Regions from separate parts of the Zea mays genome. Here region 1 is linked to region 2. Evidence: chromatin contacts called from public Hi-C data. All regions are on one chromosome and are shown on one strand. Each heading gives the region's core, a stretch centred on a gene start, on an enhancer-like site or on the middle of the called end of the contact. The rest is flanking DNA. Distances are from core to core; before and after follow the strand shown.

The links. A called contact is a pair of places that touch in the nucleus more often than the background predicts.
Region 1: a Hi-C map of leaf shows a contact between it and region 2, with 5 times the contacts expected there. The contact joins the promoter of LOC103646089 here to the promoter of LOC100277587 in region 2. A contact is called at or near these places in 5 of 25 Hi-C or Micro-C datasets (bundle sheath, ear, leaf and 1 more).

Annotation. Positions count from the first base shown.
Region 1 is chr2:19,911,610-19,916,039 of Zm-B73-REFERENCE-NAM-5.0, reverse strand. It overlaps LOC103646089 (trichohyalin), which reads left to right and starts at 1,513. Exons shown (of 10, transcript XM_008670817.4): 1 at 1,513-2,073; 2 at 2,392-2,470; 3 at 2,762-3,003; 4 at 3,359-3,479; 5 at 3,555-3,629; 6 at 3,723-3,849; 7 at 3,937-4,430. The coding sequence starts at 2,444.
Region 2 is chr2:19,750,488-19,754,885 of Zm-B73-REFERENCE-NAM-5.0, reverse strand. LOC100277587 reads right to left here and starts at 1,956. Exons shown (of 1, transcript NM_001151105.2): 1 at 1,251-1,956. The coding sequence starts at 1,848. The coding sequence ends at 1,522.

The sequences.
Region 1 (4,430 bases), core at 264-2,763, 160 kb before region 2:
AAAATCATTTCAAGTAGGGGACCTGGTGTGGAAGACCATTCTGCCTCTAAGGAATAAAGGCCGGAAGTTCGGGAAATAGTCGCCAAGCTGGGAGGGTCCTTATAAAGTAAAACAGGTGATGTCTGGCAACACCTATTTGCTACAAACATTACAAGGCAAGGATTTGTCTAAGGCTTTGAATGGGTGTTTCCTCAAACAGTACCATCCTAGTATGTGGCAAGATGCCTAAGAGAACCGATGTAATCACATCGAGTTAGTTGCTTTTGGTTTGCTCAGCTCCACCAAAAGGCAGGGGGGCATATGTTGAGCATAGTTTTGAGCTGGCGGACGGTCCGGCCCTGAGGCCGGACGGTCCGCAGTCCGGACAGTCCGCGCCTGTGGGCCGGATGGTCCGCGCATGCGCAGAGCAGTTTAGGGTTTCGAGTTTTGTGCTACGGTTGTTAGCTATATTCGCGGAATTAGCTCAGAATCAGTTGTGTAAAGGGTCCAGCCCCCCTCCTCTATAAATAGAGAGGTCTACGACCGATTTGTAATCATCAACAATCGAATCAATACAACTTCTATTTCACATTTATTTCCTGTATAATTAGGAGTAGTTCTAGTTTAGCCCTAGTTTAGCCTTCCAATCCCCAAATTCTCCGTCTCTCTTCGACTCTACATCGATTAGAGGAGTCTAGGTCGGTCTACCCGAGCCTAGACAACTCCTAGGATCTCTCCTCCCCGACGGGGTCCCTCCCGGGAACGAGATCCAGACGCCGCCGACGATCTTCCGCCGCCCCTGCATACGCGCGGACCGTCCGGCCCTAGGGCGCGGACCGTCCGGCCGTCAGGCAGGGAACCCGAGCTCCTGCACCAGGTCGCGGACCGTCCGACCCTATGCCGCGGACCGTCCGCGCCTGACCAGAGAGCACCGCCGCCTCACGCCAGGTCGCGGACCGTCCGGCCCTGTGCCGCGGACTGTCCGCGCCTGACCAGAGAGCACTGCTTTCTTTTGAAGTGATTGGCGCCTCCGAAAAGGCGTCAACAGTTAGTTTAAAGAATAGAAACAGTAGTCTAGCCTCGTCCTAAAACACATCGTGTTTTTGTTGGACGATGTTGGATCAAACTTGTCACATTTATTTAAACTACATAAAGTTCAAATATTACAACCACATCTATAACTTACTAAATTAAAGATATTATTATTAATTAAAGATATTAAATAATAATAGCATTATTTAACCATGTAAAATTCAAATATTACAAGACAAACACCGTAAACTTACTAAATTAAATAAATTAAATAATATAGACTTTATTAAACCGTACCAAGCCCGACGCGACGAAATTTATAGCCTAGCCTAGACCCGTTTACTATGCTAAACCGATCCATATTTTTTTATCAGGTCCTACACTCCTACTTTAGATTTCTTTGGACCGTAACGGTGGTGACCCAAAAAATACAGCTCATGTTTCCAGCACCAGGCCCGATTCATTTCTTCCATTCTTCGTGGAGCGTGCTCCATTGTTGGCGGAAGCAACACTTTTTGGGGAAGCAAACTAGCCTGAAGGCAGAGGCAGAGGCAGAGGCAGAGGCAGGCAGGCTGCAGTGCAGTGTCCCAGCTCGCGATTGGGCACTCGCAAGACCTGCCAAGAAAAGCGTAGCCCATGCGCCGCCGTGCGTAGGTTCCAGAGACATCTCACGTCTGAGGCAGCGCGACGTCAGGCTTCTTTACCCGGCGCAGGCGAAACGCGCCTATTTAACGGTGCGCGGTGCGCCCGCTTCAACCCCTGCCCCCTCTCCCTGGCTCCTGTGCTCCCCATTTCCAGTTTTCCACCCGACGAGAGGCAAAAGCCTCGCGCCCCACGCCGGTCCGGCGGCGACCCCCGCCGTTTCCCGCAGCGACCAAGACGCGGGCTGTGGTCGCCTCCGCCCCGTGCCTACCCGGCCGCGGGCGTAGCAGCCTCCTGGACCGCAGCGCCCTCCCCCCTCCTTTCTCCCGAGCGACTTCTGATCCAGCCGCGTCGCAACAACTGGTCGTTCGAGTCTGATCTCCGCCACCGCGGCGGAACGAGGCGTCTCCGGTCCCCGAGGTGAGTCCCCCAACCGGTGGCGCGAATCCCCCTGGTTTCTATGGTTGCTTTCCTGTGGCGGCATCCCAGATTCGCCACGTATTCTCCGTCCAAACCCTAGATTTGCCATTCCTTGCGTCGCATCTGGGGTGGAATTTGAGCGATTAGGTGCCTATCCTATGAATCGAGTACCTTCGCCAAGGAAATTTAGGGCCAATCGATGCTGGTTCGATGTGTATTTTGTCCCGACTGGATGCTTGGCTGCTTCAACGCGGGCATTGTTCGAAAAATCCATGGCGGCCTTTCTAAACTTATGGAAGTTCACTTGCTTTGATTCAGGCGATTCGGTGAATTCGAAGCTCGTACGACGGGATCCTGTTGAGTTTTGACAATGCGGGGCTACGGGTACGAGACCAATGTAAGCTTTACTTCGTGCACTTCGGTCGGTTTCATTTCGATCAAGTATATGATCATTATAGCTTTTAAAGGACGCAAATCAAAGTTCATGAGGGAAAACTGAGGTAGACAGCGGATTATGGTACTTCATTTTTTTATTTGACCAAATGTAGGAAAAAATAATTGTAATAAAATAAAGAATGTAGAAGAAAAAAATAATTGTAATAAAATAAAGAGGGAGCTGTAGAATTGACTGTCGTGAAAAAAACAGTGCAATTTTTTTGGTCCCGAAACGATGACGATTATTGTGCAGGGTAACCACCAGGAAGTGGAAGATGAGTACGGAGATGAGTACTATGATCAAGATGAGTATGATGAGGAAGGTTCGGGTGCTGGGGATGAGTATTTTGAGGAGGAAGAGCCTACAGAGGGACAAAAGGAGATCCTAGAATTGAGAGAACGATTAAAAGAGCAGATTAGGCGAAAGGCAAAGGCTGCTGCTTCCTGCACAGCTGGCAGATCGTCTTCTTTACAAATACCTCAAGCCAGGGACAAGTAAGCATGTTTGATGTACTGATTCTCAGCAGCATTCTCCTCCTTTCTAAAAAGATTTCTCTTTGTGCTCATGCCATTGAGAAATAATAAGACTTACGGGAGATTACTTGTTTCCTTTTGAAATGTCTCATATCGTGGAACTGAAGTTTTCATAGCCTATTGATCATTATACACTTGTGGAATGTATGCCGCTGGAAGATTTATTTTTCACCATTATATGTGCTTGTTCTTCAGTGCGGTTGTGATGTTTGTAGACCAATTTTCTTTAAAATAAATGCCAAACAGTATTTAGTGAATAAGGGAATGTAGAGTGTTGTTCAATACTTCAATGTGTTTTACCTGTTTTTCTTGCTAGATTTGGCTCTTTCTTTGGGCCATCCAAGCCGGTGATTTCTCGTCGAGTGATTGAAGAAAGAAAATCATTGAAAGAACTGCATAGCACAGTTGCAAGGGAGCCAAGGCCTTCGGGAGTACATGTAATACTATGCCAGTGTGCTAATTTTGGGTAGCACTAAACCAACATTAATTATATTCTTTTTTGCCTTTACCAGAAGGACATTCCGTCGTCCTCTAAAGTGCAAAGTAAAGTAAATGGACATCAGCATAAACAGAAAATTGTTAATCAGGTATAAATAATTTATATTCACTTCATTCTTTTGCATGTTCGGTATAATGGACTTAAAATAATGTATTCACAACATAGCAGTTGCAATTTGCAGGTAAAGAAGAAGGCCGAGGCACTTAAGGATAACCGGGATTATTCATTTCTACTCTCGGATGATGCTGACCTGTCATCCTCTCCAAAGGAGAAGCCTGCTGCTAGATCTTCCTTGACTCAAAGGGCTGGTGAGTTGGAACTCTAATTTTATTAGCCAAGGTATTCCCTGTGTCTTAAAATGGGAATTACTGACTGTTTATTTCTGGATAATGAAGATCGTGAGGTGATGCGAACAACAGTGAAGAGCAAGGCACCAACAAGTCAACCTGCACGGGTGTCAAATGGATATGGATCTAAGAACAAAATGTCAACTCAAAGGCATGCCGAAGGTAGGGTAGATACCATGAGAAAGGAGGCTTTCTTGAACAGAGAAAGGGTTGTCTCACGTGACAATGAAAGGATGCATGAAAGGGTTGTTTCACGTGGCAATGAGAGGATGCATGGTAGTGCAATAAATGGGTCCAACCAGGCAAGTACTAGCAAAACCACAATCCAAAAGCTTACAAGCAGAGGTTCCATTGCTAATAAGCAAGCTTCCACGGATCTGAATGATGCTGCTCTGAGGAAGAGCAGTGTAGCCCCAAAGCACCATTTCTCAGAGGTTGACAGATCAAAATCCTTGCAAAGCCAGAAGATGCAGTCAGCTGGTCAGAGACTGCAGCATTCTTCCCATGGTCAGAGGCCACATCAATCCATGCAGCATAGGCCG
Region 2 (4,398 bases), core at 707-3,206:
TTCTTACTCGTCTGGATTATTACTTGGTCCCGTCCTGTATCCGTCTCAAATCTTAACTACCTGTATCTAGTCCCGTATCCGAGAGAAATACATTAGGATAGGATACATGATGATGTTGTATGCGACTGTATTCGTCCCATTTTTATCCCTAACGTATACGGCCTGCACGCACCTTCTATCCGGCCCCGTGTGCCGCACGAAGAACACCCATCTTCACAAGGCGCGTAAAAGCATAGCACGAAGAACAGCAAGGGGGTGAAGGTGAGGTGATTTCAGCTAAAAGGCTCCAGTTAATTAAAAAACAGCAGATAGAATGACTGGCTTAGAAGATCTTTTTTTTTTTACTTTTCCTTTTGAACAAAAGACATTCGATGCAGGAGTAGTACTTAACAGATACAGTCACCGGTCGATTCGTGGGAAGGACCACATAGAGAATAGTGAGATAGAGCACCAGGGTCCTTTTGTTTTGGTGCCTTGGGTTGGGTGGGCAAGATATTTTCTTACTCGAGTTGCGTGTGCTGACGTGCCATCAGAATGAAGCCAACAGGATCGTCGTCAGGTTCAAGCTATACACTGCAACACGATGGATTTTTGCGAGGATATTCCGACCTAAAGCTATCCTCCAACACTCTACCCTCAGCTCAGGAAGTGCGCATGCATCTCCCTCTCTATCTCGTTGTAACCTTTGCTTTTGTAAACAGAAGCAGGCACCCAGATCTTGGATCCGTCCTCTGATAATTCGACTAGGACAGGAGAAGTAATTCCACGATAGAAGCAGTGGCACGACTTTTTGGGGGGTGCTAGCTAAGCGTAGTGGAGAAACCAGTAGCTGCAGGTGCAGTGTCAGCTGCCTGCATCAAAGCGTCACATTTTAATGTAAATATGAAGCTCAGTGGCGAAGCTAGTTTGTACCTATCGGATGCAATACGCCCCCTTGAAAACGCAAATTCTATAGATGCAGTTAAAATTTCACTGTATATGTACTCCTAGAAAAAAAAAATAGTATGCCGATCAATTTCACCATCCTCAATTTTGCTCTAACTTCGCCACGCTGAAGCTATATAGCAAATATATATGGGATGTGTTGAGGGGAGAAACAGTGCACGAACTGAAGGTGAATGCTGCCATCTCCACAAGACCTAGAACGATTTAGGCGATCGCTGTGCCGAAGCCCGAAACACAGGCACAGGCGTACATGAACACGTCAAAACCTCAAGAATCCTGCAGCCGCAAGAACGAACGCTGCCGGATGAAGGAAGCCAGCCAATCGGCAAGAACTTATTTTTCGTTCCGATCGAGATCGACTAACGATACCTGCTACTGTATTTAATTACATCCATCCAATCCATCCATGCGAGTCGACGGCGTGTACGGTGTACCATGTATATACATTTATCAACTAAAGGACGTGCGGAGGAGCAATTACCTGCCACTCTTGACTCTTCCAATGGCGCGCTGCGACTGCGAGCAGAGCACCGAGCGGGGGTAGTACGTCGTAATAAAAAAAAATCTAGTACGCCGTCAGGCCGTGGGCCGCGGGGAGCCGGCGGCGGCGTGGCGCGCGGGCGCGAACCTGGCGCTGAAGTCCGGCTCGCGCTCCTCCAGGCACCCGTCGTCGAAGTTCTGCGCGTAGCTGAGCGGGTCGTAGTTTAGCCCGCCGAGGAGGGAGCGGCCGCGCCGCCGCCTGCGCCGCACCAGGCTGACACGCCGCCGTAGCCTGCGCCACAGCGCGGCGGCGCCGAAGCGGCCCCAGCAGGAGGCCATCGTCCCGTGGTACGCGTCCCCGTGCCCGTCCTCGTCGCACTCCACCATCGCCGGCAGCCTCCCAGGCGAGCCCGGCGCCCACATCTGCGCGGCGGAGCGCAGCGCAGCGCCTCACTTTCTCTGCACGACAAGCAGATAGAGAGAGCGCGCGCGGCGCAAGCGCAACTGGCCTGGCAAGTGATGTGTGTGTGTAGCTGGCTGATTGGCTGGTGGTCTCGGCAGATGAGGCGGACAGGAGGGCGCGGAGGGAGGCGGTAGCCGTGGGATGCGAAGCGGACGGCGGAGATGGGGAGGAGCAACGAGCGCCGTGCGTGATGATATCTCATGTCACGTGCTCCCCCGGCCTCGTCGGACGTCGGCAACTCGGCACATTCCCTCGTGCCAGCGGTATCTCGGCTGACGTGGACCTGGCACGGTCCCACGGTGCCGGCACAACTTTTCAGATCCGGATGCAATTATGCAAATGGTACTGAATGTTTGTTCGACCGTCCATTTGACCCGAGCGTGAATACTTTTTCTGATATCTAGATATTTTTGTATATGTGTTCACATGAATATTCTATATGAATATCACGAATATAATTTTATCACTATTGGGTGCATTTCAGATAATTCAAAAAAACTGACCTACCCATGGCGGATATTATCAGACAAACACATCGTGGATGTTATTCCTAAAGTATTCGCCGGCTCAAATTTAAATAAAACGAGTCTGTTAAATTTATCTTAAAAAGGTAAAACAAATTATAAATTTACAACGGAGGAACATGTTTTTGATCGGCTGCAGTCCGCTTGACAGGCTAAGGTTGTCCTCACTCGTACTTGCTTTAAACTAGGTGAGTGTCTGTGCGTTGCAACGGAACCGTATAATAACACGATAACTTATATACATATGTGACTTATATTGTTATAGATATGTGTCCGTGCGTTGCGACGGAAATAAAAGATTTGTATGAAACATTGATACGGAACGACAAACATCACTATAATATGTAAAATACGTGTGGAAAACATTATTAATATCACACAAATTATTTCTAAAAACTTAATTTAGAATTTTTAATTACAGACAAATGTGTCGACAACTGTACACAAATCAGCTAATCCCTTTTAGCGATATCGATAAGTCTCTGTTGTATGTTTGCAGGGATGGCATATCGGCACGAATTGTCCTCATAACTTAACAGATCAATCACAAAGTTACTTCGAAGAATCTTTGCATCCTACAGACAAAGACATAAGAGAACAAAACCTATTATCTTGTAGAACGAGATAGGCGGAATGTATGTTTTGAACATAAAACGAATATGTTATGACCTCGATCTTGGCTCTCTAATAGTATTTCAGTAGGAGAAGAGGTGGTATAAAGATCATGTAACTTTGAAAATAAAACTTAAAGAATTGTTGGCTTACATTGATGTAAGATAAAACGAAATGTTGTTTGTCACGAAAACTTGGTTCAATCGGGAATTTAACTTCTACCCGAGCGACAATACTGTATTTTGTTGAGTTTGTGATCCAAATTCTGAAGAAGACCAAGACATGCTAAGTGATGTCAAGTACATGACATTTATCCCTGGTATAAGAAAAAGCCAAGAGTTTGACAATAAGGAAAGACATAATAATCAAAGCAGGTTAAGCAAAAGTAACAACCATTCACCAAGCAGTGGCAACAGGAAAGAGGCGCTATCGATCAAGAGGTTGCTTCCTGTGATCCACTTTGAGATCGACCGGACAAAAGCCCTTGATGTGATTGATAGAGTTGACGATCTGAGAGTACAATGATGAACCTAGATTAATCAATGACAAAGTCTGAAAAATGCACCCTCGGTCTATGACCCAGAAAATCAAGATTGCTTGAAGGATACCAGTAATCGCTGAGATAAATTGGCATGCTGTAAGAGTGTCAGTACTGCAGCAAGGTGCCTGCTTGAGATAACCGGCATCATGGTGCTAGTTTGATGGCACCATTAGGGTTAGAGATGGTGGCCATGGGCGCATGTCCTGGCCAACTTTGTATGATATATGGCAGGGTGAATAGGAAAGTAAATTTGTATTGTAAAAAGGGATTTCTTCTGCTTGTTAGCTCATGTACAAGGAATGCAAGTTTTGAGCGAGGGGGCATCAAAGATCTGGCTGTGCTTCCAACTGGGCCTTGACATAATGATCCCGCTTCAATAAGCAACCTCGCTTGTATAGTTCCTTGTGCTCTAACACAAGATGAATAATAAGTTGTAAAATAGTGGTGTCCAAAGAGTTTCCAGGCCCAGTTGTAAAAAACTAAAATGCTATTCGAATTTCTATAACCTTATATCTGTATGGGGTTAGAGGGGCATGGTTGTCTCAATACATCAATGTCTCTATACATCATCTCAACCTATGGGGATTTGTCTCTCTTTGTCAACCACTTAATGACTTTGTAAGTTTGCAATCTCAAGGGAGAATAGCTATCCTGTCACGGGCTGCTCATTGTGCACAATCAAGATCTCTTAATAGATCAAATAATGTTCTGAACAACAGCATAGGTCAAAGTTGCAATAGGAAGGCACATGAAGCTGATTGGGTGAAACTATCTTATTTTCTGACGTTACTTGCTTCTTGAATTTAATATAATTTACTTCCCAATGTGCAGAA